2 separate regions of the Mus musculus genome follow, and region 2 is linked to region 1. Evidence: chromatin contacts called from public HiChIP or PLAC-seq data. All regions are on one chromosome and are shown on one strand. Each heading gives the region's core, a stretch centred on a gene start, on an enhancer-like site or on the middle of the called end of the contact. The rest is flanking DNA. Distances are from core to core; before and after follow the strand shown.

Region 1 (5,669 bases), core at 2,364-4,863:
TTGTGCCTATGTGCATGTATGTGTCTGTATGTGTATGTGCATGTGTCTCTATGTATGTGTGTATGTGTATGTGTGCAACCTGCACACACAAGTGCATGCAAAGCTGAGAGCATAGATTAAACACTGGACTACAGGACGAAGTCAAAAGATTGGGGCGTCTGACTTCCTATTTCCTGTTTCTTCTGACAGCCTGGCATTAGGGTATTAGCTGTTCCTCTTCTATTCATACTTCAATCTTTCATCCTTTAGAACCGTTGGACAGTGAGAACCAGAGGGGCCTATGTAGCATGCTTCGATACAAGCTACGTAAGGGTGGCCAGTTGTCCTAAAGCATTCCTGTAAGAAACCACCTCTGTACCCCTAAGCATGGCTCTGTCTTCCTGCTTGCTGAATCAAAACAAACAATTCTGCTAAATAGCACTATCACCATTATTCCCCTCTATGCAGGCAATACCTACCACGCCAGTTCACAGTGAACCAGCAATGACCAGGGAAAACAAGGCTCCTCTTTCCTCGATAGTTAGATGGGTTTGTCTGGTTTACACAGGTCATGTGAAGATTAAATAAGATGATCTCTGTAAAGTGATCAGCTGCTGAATTCTCGGATGTCTAGCTATGGTGGTGGTGGTGGTGGTGGTGGTGATGGTGATGTTAGTGAATATGATGATGATGACAAAGACGACGAAGACAGTGACAAAGATGATGATGATGAAGGCAACCTCCCCAGAAACCCCTCTGATAATTTCATTTAGTCTCTGGCTCATAATTGCTTTCTTTCATACTCAATTTCAACTCAGATCACCTAGTAACAAATGCATTTGGTGTAGGAATCTGCTTTTTAGTTACCCTTTAACTTTCCAAATTTGCCTTCTTCAGTCCTTGAGGAATGAAATCTTCTGGATTTTAAGTAAAGTGAGTGGGGTCCACTGTACTGATTTCAAGGCTTATACAGACCTGTTCTTCCTTCCAGAAGTTACCCAAACCCGAGTTGCATGAAAGAAGCAAAGACCTCATTTTGTCTCAGCTACTGAAATCATAGCTCACTCTTCCCAGTCATGCCTAACTGCATATTTTCAAGGGTAAAATATAATTCTTTACAACGGTAATAAATATTTTAAATGGGTTAAAAAAACAATCTTTATGGCATAAAGAAAGTTTGAATACAGAGTAAAACTAAGGGGATTTTAATTTCGATAGACTTTACATATAAGACCAGGTCATCCACGTCCTAGTTTAAACATTTCTCAAAAGAATGAGACCCTCTCTGTATGTAAATTCCATGGCAGGTCTCCAAATCTGTTTCCTTAGCAGAAAATCATTCTGTTAGCTTTGTCATTTACAAAGCAACAGTAAAACCTACTCGCTCCTCCAGCTGTTTTGAAATTCAATTGTTATTGTCCATAAAGGACCCAGCATAGAAGCTGGCTCAGGCTTCTCCAGCTCTCTGCCCACTTCAAGTATTGTGCTTTTTAAAATGCCTATTACTGAAAGGTGGCCTCCAGACTTGTATGTTTTCTTGTATGCTTTCTCAAATATCCTGGCAATCAAAATGAGAACGACATGTCAAGGTTTAGCTACTGTGTCAGTCTGCTGTTGAGGTTTGTCAGGTGGGGCTTCGGTTCCTGGAGCTTGGGGGTTTGAGGCAGAGGTCACGAGTGTGGAGAGCCGTGCCGCGAGCAATCGCGTGCGTGCCTCCAGTAATCGCTGTGGAGAGCTGTGCCTCGAGCAATCGCCATTATAAGATGGTGCTGGCCTCCGCTGTGCCTAACTAGTAAACAAGCCTTGTACGCAGGTGCGAGAGTGAACTCACTCCTAGTCACTCCCATTCTCGGGGTGTGATAGTGGGGTGATGGGCGAGCAATGAATCAGGAGCTGTCACGCCATATCAGGTGCTGAAACGTCACGCTGCGGGCTATAAAAGCAGCGCCATTTTCCCGGTTCGGGGTCTTCCTGAAGAAGTAAGCAATAAAGCTTTTGCCACGGAAGATTCCGGTCTGTTGCGTCTTTCTTGCCAGTCGAGTGGGACGCAATACAGGAGGAGAAGAGCAAAGAGGAGGAGAAGACGCCATTCGACAGGTGAATCCTGAGAACATGGCAATGAGGGCTGGCAGCTGGAGAAAGAGTGGCCCAGGCAGAACATGCAAGTTATAACTCAGGGTTATTGACAGGCTATCTGCCCAGCTCCAGTGCATTAAGACATAAATATAAAGGTTTTGTGTCTTTTCTTTGGAAACTAAATGATCAAGGGTGGGGTAGAAACCCCATATTAACTTTTACTACAATAGTCTGCTAACAGTATTTTAACAAAAAATAAAAAGCAGAAATGAATGATCTGTTTTGAAGATGGAGATGTCTGCAATAAAGATGCCAGCAAGATGGGCTTCATTATCAGGGCTTGTGTCTTGCCCTTGTCAACTTCTCACTGTGTTCCTGCTCAGCCTTTCCCAGGATCTGCATGGTGGCAGGGCATGTGGAGGGAGAGAGGGAGGGAGGGAGGGAGAGAGAGAGAAAGAGAGAGAGAGAGAGAGAGAGAGAGAGAGAGAGAGAGAGAGAGAGAGAAGAAGAAGAAGAAGAAGAAGAAGAAGAAGAAGGAGGAGGAGGAGGAGGAGGAGGAGGAGGAGGAGGAGGAAGGAGGAGGAGGAGGGAGAGGGAGGGGGAGGAGGAAGAGGGAGGGGGAGGAGGGAGGGGGAGGGGGACAAGCTGCCACACACCTCTGGTACCTCTGCTTGTGACTTAGGGTTTCCACTGCTGTGAACAGACACTATGACCAAGTCTTATAAGGACAACATTTAATGGGGGCTGACTTATAGGTTCCGAGGTTCAGTCCATTATCATCAAAGCTGGAACACAGCAGCATGCAGGCAGGCATGGTGCAGGGGAAGCTGAGAGTTCTACATCTTGATCTGAAGGCCACTAGGGGAAGACTACTGTCTTCCATGAAGCTAGGAGGAAGGTCTCAAAGCCCACTCCCACAGTGACACACTTCCTCCAACAAGGCCACACCTCCTAACAGTGCCACTCCCTAGGCCAAGCATGTTCAAACCACCACAGGCCTCGACTTACACACAAACAAGCATGCATATATACAGATGTGCCCACACATACAAGCATGTATATATACAGATATACAACATACATGCACACACAAGAATGGAAAGAAAACACACAGCATGTACCGGTCAGCCTGTACACACTCAGCTTGCCTCCATCTTTGATTTGTTTATTTGTTGATTTCTTTATTGCTTTGAAAAAGAATACATGCCTTTCCTCCTGGCAATGCACAGAACACCTCCTTTATCTACAGCACCCTCTTAAACTCTGCCAAGAACACCACCAGGTTCTGATTACCACAAGCAGCTATGAGTGTGGCCCAAAACAAAATCATAAACTGACTTGAACCATTATGAGATTATTTTTAAAACATTTTTGTAACGTGACTGCATGGGTCTCCATGGTGAACTTTATAGGTGACAACATCACATCACAGTGATTGGACACACTTGAAGGCAGCTGAGCTCTGAGCATTTCCACCCACTCATAGAACACTGGCTGAATGTTCTATTCCCGGAACTCCTCCAGGCTGGGCCTACCTTTTGTTTTTTCTGACTCACTTTCCAGCAGCTACTCAGCAAACATAGCCCTGGGTACCATGCCAGCCAGGCAGCTCTACAGCCTGCCTGTTAGTGTCTGGCGGTACCATTGCTGCTCTGAGGTTCCATCTCATTCATGCCCACACAAAAGAAATTGGCCCGCATGCCTCCTGCCTTATCAGTAGCCACCAGACATGTCCAGAGCCTTGTAAACTGCAGGTGGCTATAAATGGAATTCTTGCCGCACACAACCCTTACAGAGCAGAACCACGAGCAGTCAGCCGGAGCTAAGGGGTACCCCACACAAGCAGTGAAGACCCTGCCAGCCCAGCCTCTTCCTGGAGAGTGAACTCTGAGTGAACGCACCTGGGGATTGATGCATCCAATCAGGAGCCAGTGGCAGCTGCCCACTCTGCTGTAACATAGCCTAACCTTGATGAAAGAAAAAAATGTCTCTTTGGGGTCTTGCTAAATTATCCGACTCCAGAGCAGGGGGACAGGGGGGGGAGGTTTGGGGGCAAATGCCATCTGCTAGGAGACTACCCACCCCCACCCCGCCCCAAGCCTCTGATTCCAAGGTAGTCCTGACACAGGAACTTTAGCCTGGACTCATGCCAGATAGAGATGAGCTAAAAACCATGTCCAACATGACTGCAGGATATAGAACCCAAAGCCAATTACTAAACAACCCCCCTGGGGGGTGGGGGGGACAAATTTCTGAAAACAGTGATACCTGCTGTTTCCTATTGAGGATCCATTAATAAAATAATAAAAATAAAATCTCACTAAATGAGCATATTTAGAGCAGTATTCCCTTCGACGGGTTGTAATTTCTATAACTCTCTCTGGAGACAGCCTTTAGCTCTGTATAGCAACTACCAGGCAGGATGCAATCTGCAGTCTGCCGGTTGCAGAGGAGATGAGTCAGCCTGCAGCAGAAAGAGTAGCAAGGACATCTTCCCTATGAGCACCACTGTAACTCAGCAGCAGTGCAGCATAGAAGCTGTGTTTCTGCAAGATAAGCTTCCCACCCAAAGAACATATCGTTTCTCTCTGCTTCAGAAGGAAGAGGACCTCGGAGGCTTCTGAACCATGAGAGAAGTAGCCAGGCTTCGAGGCAAATGTCCTCCTGAAGAGCAAGACAGACGAACACCAACTCCTCCCCAAGCTAGGTTTCCAAACTGCAAAACCCTATTTATACCCTCTAGCTCTTCGATGCAGTGGGCCCCTGGTGTCTTCAATGTTCTCTGCTGTAAACTGACTTCTCAGAACTTCCTGATGTGCCTTTACAGGCATGCAAGCCCCCCTACTGTGAACCAAGAATGAGTCCCCCTGCTGAGCCCTGGTCCAGTGTTCAGGAATTTAAACTGTGAGTCAAGCCAGACTTCTGACAAGCACAAGCGAAAAGACTTGCAGATGAGAAGGCTGAACACTGGTCCATCAGCCCCAGTGCAAGAATTCTTGCCTTCCACTAGCCCACCTCCTTGGGTCACTCTTCCAGGGACTCTATAAGAAAGATGAGCTGTTGGATGTGTCACACGGCCCCTAATGGAGGAGCTAGAGAAATTACCCAAGGAGCTATAGGGAACTGCAACCCTATAGGTGGAACAACAATATGAACTAACCAGTACCCGGGAGCTCTTGTCTTTAGCTGCATATGTATCAAAAGATGGCCTAGTCGGCCATCACTGCAAAGAGAGGCCCATTGGACTTGCAAACTTTATATGCCCCAGTACAGGGGAACGCCAGGGCCAAAAGGGGGGAGTGGGTGGGTAGGGGATTGGGGGGGTGGGTATGGGGGACCTTTGGGATAGCATTGAAAATGTAAATGAGGAAAATACCTAATTAAAAAAAAAAAAAAAAAAAAGAAAGATGAGCTGTGTATGTCAGACCGGAGGCAGCCAGAGAGCAACCAGACTTACGGCCTGACAAAGAAATTAACTCAGGGCCAGCCTCCTCCTCGCTTCCCTTCATGGCTGAGTTACATGGTTGGTGTCTAGTTGACATGTGGGCTCTCCTCCCAGGTTCTCCTGTACTGGGCCAATACTTTTTAGCCCCTGCCTCTTGGAATTCACCATA
Region 2 (5,669 bases), core at 1,341-3,840, 390 kb before region 1:
GGGCTTGTTTCTCAGATATCAGAGAAACAGGCTGCTCATTCCCATCTCTACCTGTACTGTGCAGGCGGGCTCTTTAGTTCTTTCATTGCATTTTAGGCTTGAAAGGGTCTTTACCAACCATTCCCTTCAGCTTCTTTCTCAAAATGGTTAAGGCGTCCCTATCTCTTGTATGCTTCGGTTTTTTTTTTGTTTTTTTTTTGAACATAGTCCTCTGTTCAGTCAAGCAAGGCAAGGGTCTTATGCTTGAGAGTGTGTTTGAGTATGCATATATGATGCATATATGTGTATGTATATGTGTGTGTGAGTTTGTGTGTATGTATGCGTGTGTGTATGTGTGTGCATATGTATATATATATATATATATTTGCATATGTCTGTAAGTGTGTATGTATGTATATGTGTATATGTATGTGTGTGTGCATATGTGCATATATATATATTTGCATGTGTCTGTAAGTGTGTATGTGTGTGTGTGTATATGTATGTGTGTGTGTGTGTGTGTGTGTGTGTGTGTAAAGGTCAGAGAACAACTTTTAGTATTATGCCTCAGGCATCAACTACTTTCTTTTTCTTTTCCTTTTTTCCACACTGGCCTGGAGATGACCAAATTGGTAGGCTAGGCTGGCCCCAGAGATGTGTGAGTTTCAGCCTCCTGGGGCTACACACTTTCTCCAATACACTGGACTTTGATGCAAGGCATCACACAAGGCAAGTACTTACCTGGCTGAGTGGATTTCCCAGCCCAGGCATCTTCAGCAGAGACTCTAAGATGATTGGCAGACCAGCAAATGGTCCCCTGGCTCTTACATCCTTCCCATTGCTCTCTTTCTACTGTTAGGAGACCGTTTTCTGAGTCCAGCCGTCTCAGCTAACTGGATCAAAACTGAGTTCATGTTCCCAGGCCTTGGAACCCAGCTCCTATTCTGCTTGTTCAGGTGTTCCATGTCTGTTAACCAGCAGAGGATGCAAAAAGGGAAGTTGCTGTTATCCTGTTGTCTAAACTAAGGTACACAAGTTGTAAATGTTCTGTCTTCCTTTCATTGGCTAAGAGCTGCAGCCCTACTCCTTTGTTCTCTTATCATTCTAAGTTCCTGGTTGGGGATTTAGCACAAGGCCCTGGTTTCGGCCAGATCAGAGTCCAGTGGGAACCTGACTACAAAGGATGACTAGAGAACCCTGAAATCAGGTGATCCAGATAAGGCCCGTAACTAACAATAACTTCCTCGCTTAACCCCTTGTATCAAAATATGATTGGTCAATAAAATAGCCCACCCCAATCCCCCTTGTTTTGTGGTCCCATCCTATAAAAATGTACAATCTCCCTTCAGGGACATGGTTCAGACCCTGAACTGGCCGCCTCGCTGAGCGCTCAGAAAATAAAGCTTTCATTTTTCAGCTTCCATATCTGAAGTAAGTTTTCTTGGGTTCCACCCTGAACCTAACACTACAAGGTTCCCCGAGGCTTCTAATTAGGGATTTTGTTGTAGATGTATGTAGCAAGAGGGAAACCATGCCTCATTAAATAAACCTAAGCAAGTACCATTGGCTCCTAAGGTCAGAGATCTTAGAGGAGGACCTCCTCACACCACTCTCCTAAGCCAGTCTAATTTCTAACTGCAATCTAAGTACTTATCCATATAGCCTCACAGAAGCGTAGCTCTCACCCCTCAGCAAAGAAGCATCCTTTTGCTTATGCCCTTGTGTCGAAATATGATTGGTCAGTACAACAGCCCACCCCATCCCCCTTGTTATGTAGTCTCATCCTATAAGAATGTTGGCAGGCAGATTTCTGAGTTCGAGGCCAGCCTGGTCTACAGAGTGAGTTCCAGGACAGCCAGGGCTACTAAAAAAAACCCAAAAACCAACCAACCAACCAACCAACCAACCAACCAACCAACCAAACAAACAAACAAAAACAAACAAACAAACAAAAAAGAGTGTTGGACAATCTCCCTTCAGGGTGTGGTGTTCAGATTCCGAACTGGCTCCTTCCTAAGTGCACAGACCATTACACAAAACCTCAACTGGTCAAAATGCAGAAAATAAGTAATCATGGCACGCATAACCCCAACCAATAAATCGCAACTTTTAAAAATATACAGTGAGCATTTAACACGTAGATTCAAAAGCTAACATAAGCTTCTCTAGCTAATTAAGAAGCAGGCTACACTTTCAGATAGGAAGGGAAAGGACAAGAGTAGATTATTTTTAGCTTAAACCATGGAAGGCGAATCATTTTGGAAAAGGCTAATTGGCTTCTCTGGCCATTCTTTATTTCCCTGTGGCATTGAACTTTTCCTGGAACAATTAGATCAGGCTGGACGATTTAGCTCTTGGTATGAAACCAGATTCATCTCCTGCCCCTTGTGTGTGTGTGTGTGTGTGTGTGTGTGTGTGTGTGTGTGTGTGTGTTATCAGTTGGCTTTTTAAATAATAACTTTCTCACACTGACAGCCAAGATTTCAAACTATTTTTTTTTAATCATTGATTTGTCTAATGATCAAATTCATCTCCTAAGCACTGTAGAAGGTCATTTAAAGCTGTCCATCTGATTTCTGTTGCTGGATCTGAAGGAAAGAGCCGAGATGTGGACATGTTGCCCTTATTTACTGAACTTCCTCATTCTTGGCAGTGACTTACACTCAGTTTCCATCAGTATGGGACAATCATTAACCAGTAAGTAACTCTTGGCTATTTGGCAAAATATCCCATTAAAGCATAGTGGTACAGTGTGGCTGACAAAAGGGGTATTTTGTGAGAAGTAAAAATATCCCTCTCCTTTGAGTAAATATTGCCTCAATCCAGTACTCTGGCTTTGTAGCACACACTATAGTGGTAGCTGAACTGTTCTAACAAACAAAGCTCTAACTGACCACCGAAGTTACCCTGGAACTCACAGGCAGTTAATCATCAAACTCCAGGATACATACAGGAGGTGGGGCCAATCTGCAAACACTTCCCAAATATGTAATTAGGTTTAAATTTCTACATGATCATGTCCAAATATTAAGTTATTTAGCCTTAAAATTCCTTGCCTCATATTTTAAGACTGATTTTTAACTACATTAATGATCTCTCTGTAATCTAAAATGCAGTCATAACTACAAACCTCAGTTTACTAGATAGATATTATATTGCTGTTTCCTTTTCTTTCATTTTTTTTTTTTTTTTTTGTTTTTTGAAACAGGTTCTTACAGTGTAGCCCAGGCTGCTCTCCCACTTCCCCACAGTCCTCCTAGGTGCTAAAATTTATATGTGAGCCACAACACCTGGTTTATACTGCTGTCCCTCGACTTTTAAACCTTTGGCAGCTGATTTCCTACCATAGAAAATAATCTGCCAGTCATCCCTTTGCACGTGCTTACAAACTCATACCAAATGCATTTGCTAGCTCTTGTTACAAGGATGAAGCCCTGGCTCTGTTTCAGCATGTTCTAGTTCATGGTTGGATGGCTTCATTGACTTTGAGCCCATGTCAAGACAGTGTGACATGGTGGTAGTATAAGCCAGAAGAGGCATGTTTATCTCACAGAAACAAGGAGACAAAAAGGAGAGACTGACAGGAAGGGGGCAAGGTCTCAGTACTTTGTCAAGGGCGTGACCCTGTTAAAGTAAACTCCTTCTAGTAGACTCCAAATCCAAATGGATCCAGAAGCTGCCAATAGAAGTGCAGGTGCCAGACCTTGCCTTCAGCACATGAGCCTTTGTGGGAAGGTCACGGTTTAAATTATAGTACTGTTTACATCACAGATTGTACCTGCACCAGCATTCAGGCCTTCTATTGCTGTGGTAATGTAGACGTTACAACTGGTATATTAGTAGACACCACAGCTGGTATATTAGTAGACATTACAGCTGGGCCCATATGGGACAGGCTTTAAGTCCAATTAGACAGCTATTGGGTTCAGCCAAGATGGAAGTGCCACTATTGTATCCTTAGGGATATCTTGCCATTTTTGCGGTTCATAGTTATGGATATGTATATGTAGTAAATTTTATATCTAACTTTTATCTAATTTATATTAAAATAACATTATTTTATCTTATTTCTAGTAACTAAAAAGAATATAACTCCTTATGGCTGTTACAAACATTTTATTGCTACTTCTTTCTTACAGACATCCTCTCTAGAATCTGCCGCTCTGCACTGATTGTTGACTGAGTTGCTGACCAGCTATATTTTTGAGCCTTCTTTTCACCATGATTCTAAACCTGTCCTTTGCCTCTTTCCTTATGCCAACCTTGCCTTTTGGAATTTACATTCTTGCCATGAGATTTTTGTTCATTCTTTTTCTTTTTTTGGGAAACAACTTTTAGCAACTTTGTAAATAATACAAAGGGGATAAATATCTTTGAGGGTTTTTTTATGTAAATGGAAACCTCCTGCTTTCATATTATATGATAATAGACATGCATACTCAAGCATAGGGTAGAATTTAAATTTTACTCAGTATTTGAAAAGCACGTTCCATTATCTTCTGGACCTAGATTCGAAGTTGAGGAATTCAGTACACTTCTCATTTCAGTTCATTCCTATTTGACCTCAGTTTTGGCTTTATTAGTGTTCCATCGACTTAGGAGACTCTGAGTGCATTTCACAGTGTTGTGAATGTCCCTAACGCTGAGGTGTGTGGCATGTGCTCTCTTTCCTCCTTACTAATGCACTTACCTCCAGAACACTTCCTACACCTCTCCTCATACTCCCACTGTGCCTCCTGCTGTCATTACCTCCAATGCCTAAATCTCTGAAGATTCCTTCATCTTATTATTCTACAGTACATTAGTCACCCAACCCCAGATAATTCTCTAATGTCTCTGCCTTTTGCCTACTTTCCACCTTAAATCTTTAAAAAGCCCTTTTAGGATATACTTACATGAATCATTATTACAAATATTTGAAAAAATAAACTCACATAGTTTAAGAACAAAGTGAAAAGTTATTAAAAATACATACTCTCTCCCAGAATGGTGTGTCATGCATTCCAATTTCATTCTCTACATTTCCCTCTTTGTGGGAAATGTATTTTATCCTAGGCTTTTATAATGAAGATATAACAAAAATATAAATATGTTATCTTCTCTTCCAAAGCAATACCTTTTTTCACTTTGATCTTTCCATTACCTATTGTGGCTTTCTCCAAATAAAATAATATCTGTCTTTTTTTTTCCCCCTCAGGGTCTCTTTATGTAGCCCCACCTGTTTTGGAATTCACTACGTAGACTAAGTTGGCCTTGAACTCACAGAGGCCCATCTGTCTCTTTCTTCTGTTATCTGTATGTATACAGGTATGGGTAAGTCATCTATCCTACCAGAGGAAAGACTCTCCAAAGAGTGTGATTGTCCCTTCTCAGTAGCTATCAACTGCAATAGTTCCTCATCAAAGAAAGGGGCTTAGAAATTAAGTTCATCTGAATTTGTGCAGGTAACTGCAGCTTTTGTGAGCTCATGAGTGCCTGTCAACTAATAATTAAATGTGCAACATGTAACTAAATTCCAGTTAGAATTGGACACAAACTTGACTATCTAGGTTCTATGTGTTAGAGTTTCATTGCTATGAAGAGACATTATGACCATGACAATTTTTTATTAGGTATTTTCTTTATTTACATTTCAAATGTTATCTCCTTTCCTGGCTTCCCCTCTGAAAGCCCCCTATCTCCTTCCCCCT

The links. HiChIP or PLAC-seq counts read pairs in DNA pulled down with a chosen protein or histone mark.
Region 2: a FOXA1 HiChIP or PLAC-seq map of pancreatic cancer cells shows a contact between it and region 1. The contact joins two enhancer-like sites. A contact is called at or near these places in 1 of 39 promoter capture datasets (the SN4741 cell line) and 2 of 115 datasets of contacts at active chromatin or transcription factors (cardiomyocytes and pancreatic cancer cells).

The regions. Positions count from the first base shown.
Region 1 is chr1:165,101,273-165,106,941 of GRCm38.p6, forward strand. No RefSeq gene overlaps it. Among named protein-coding and RNA genes, the nearest start is that of 4930568G15Rik, 12 kb to the left of the region's middle. Within about 2 kb of position 3,614, at least 72 of the 459 cell types and tissues checked have an H3K27ac peak or open chromatin away from gene starts, as enhancers often do. A contact at or near this core is called in pancreatic cancer cells, where this site is marked.
Region 2 is chr1:164,711,596-164,717,264 of GRCm38.p6, forward strand. No RefSeq gene overlaps it. Among named protein-coding and RNA genes, the nearest start is that of Dpt, 82 kb to the right of the region's middle. Within about 2 kb of position 2,591, at least 24 of the 459 cell types and tissues checked have an H3K27ac peak or open chromatin away from gene starts, as enhancers often do. A contact at or near this core is called in pancreatic cancer cells, where this site is marked.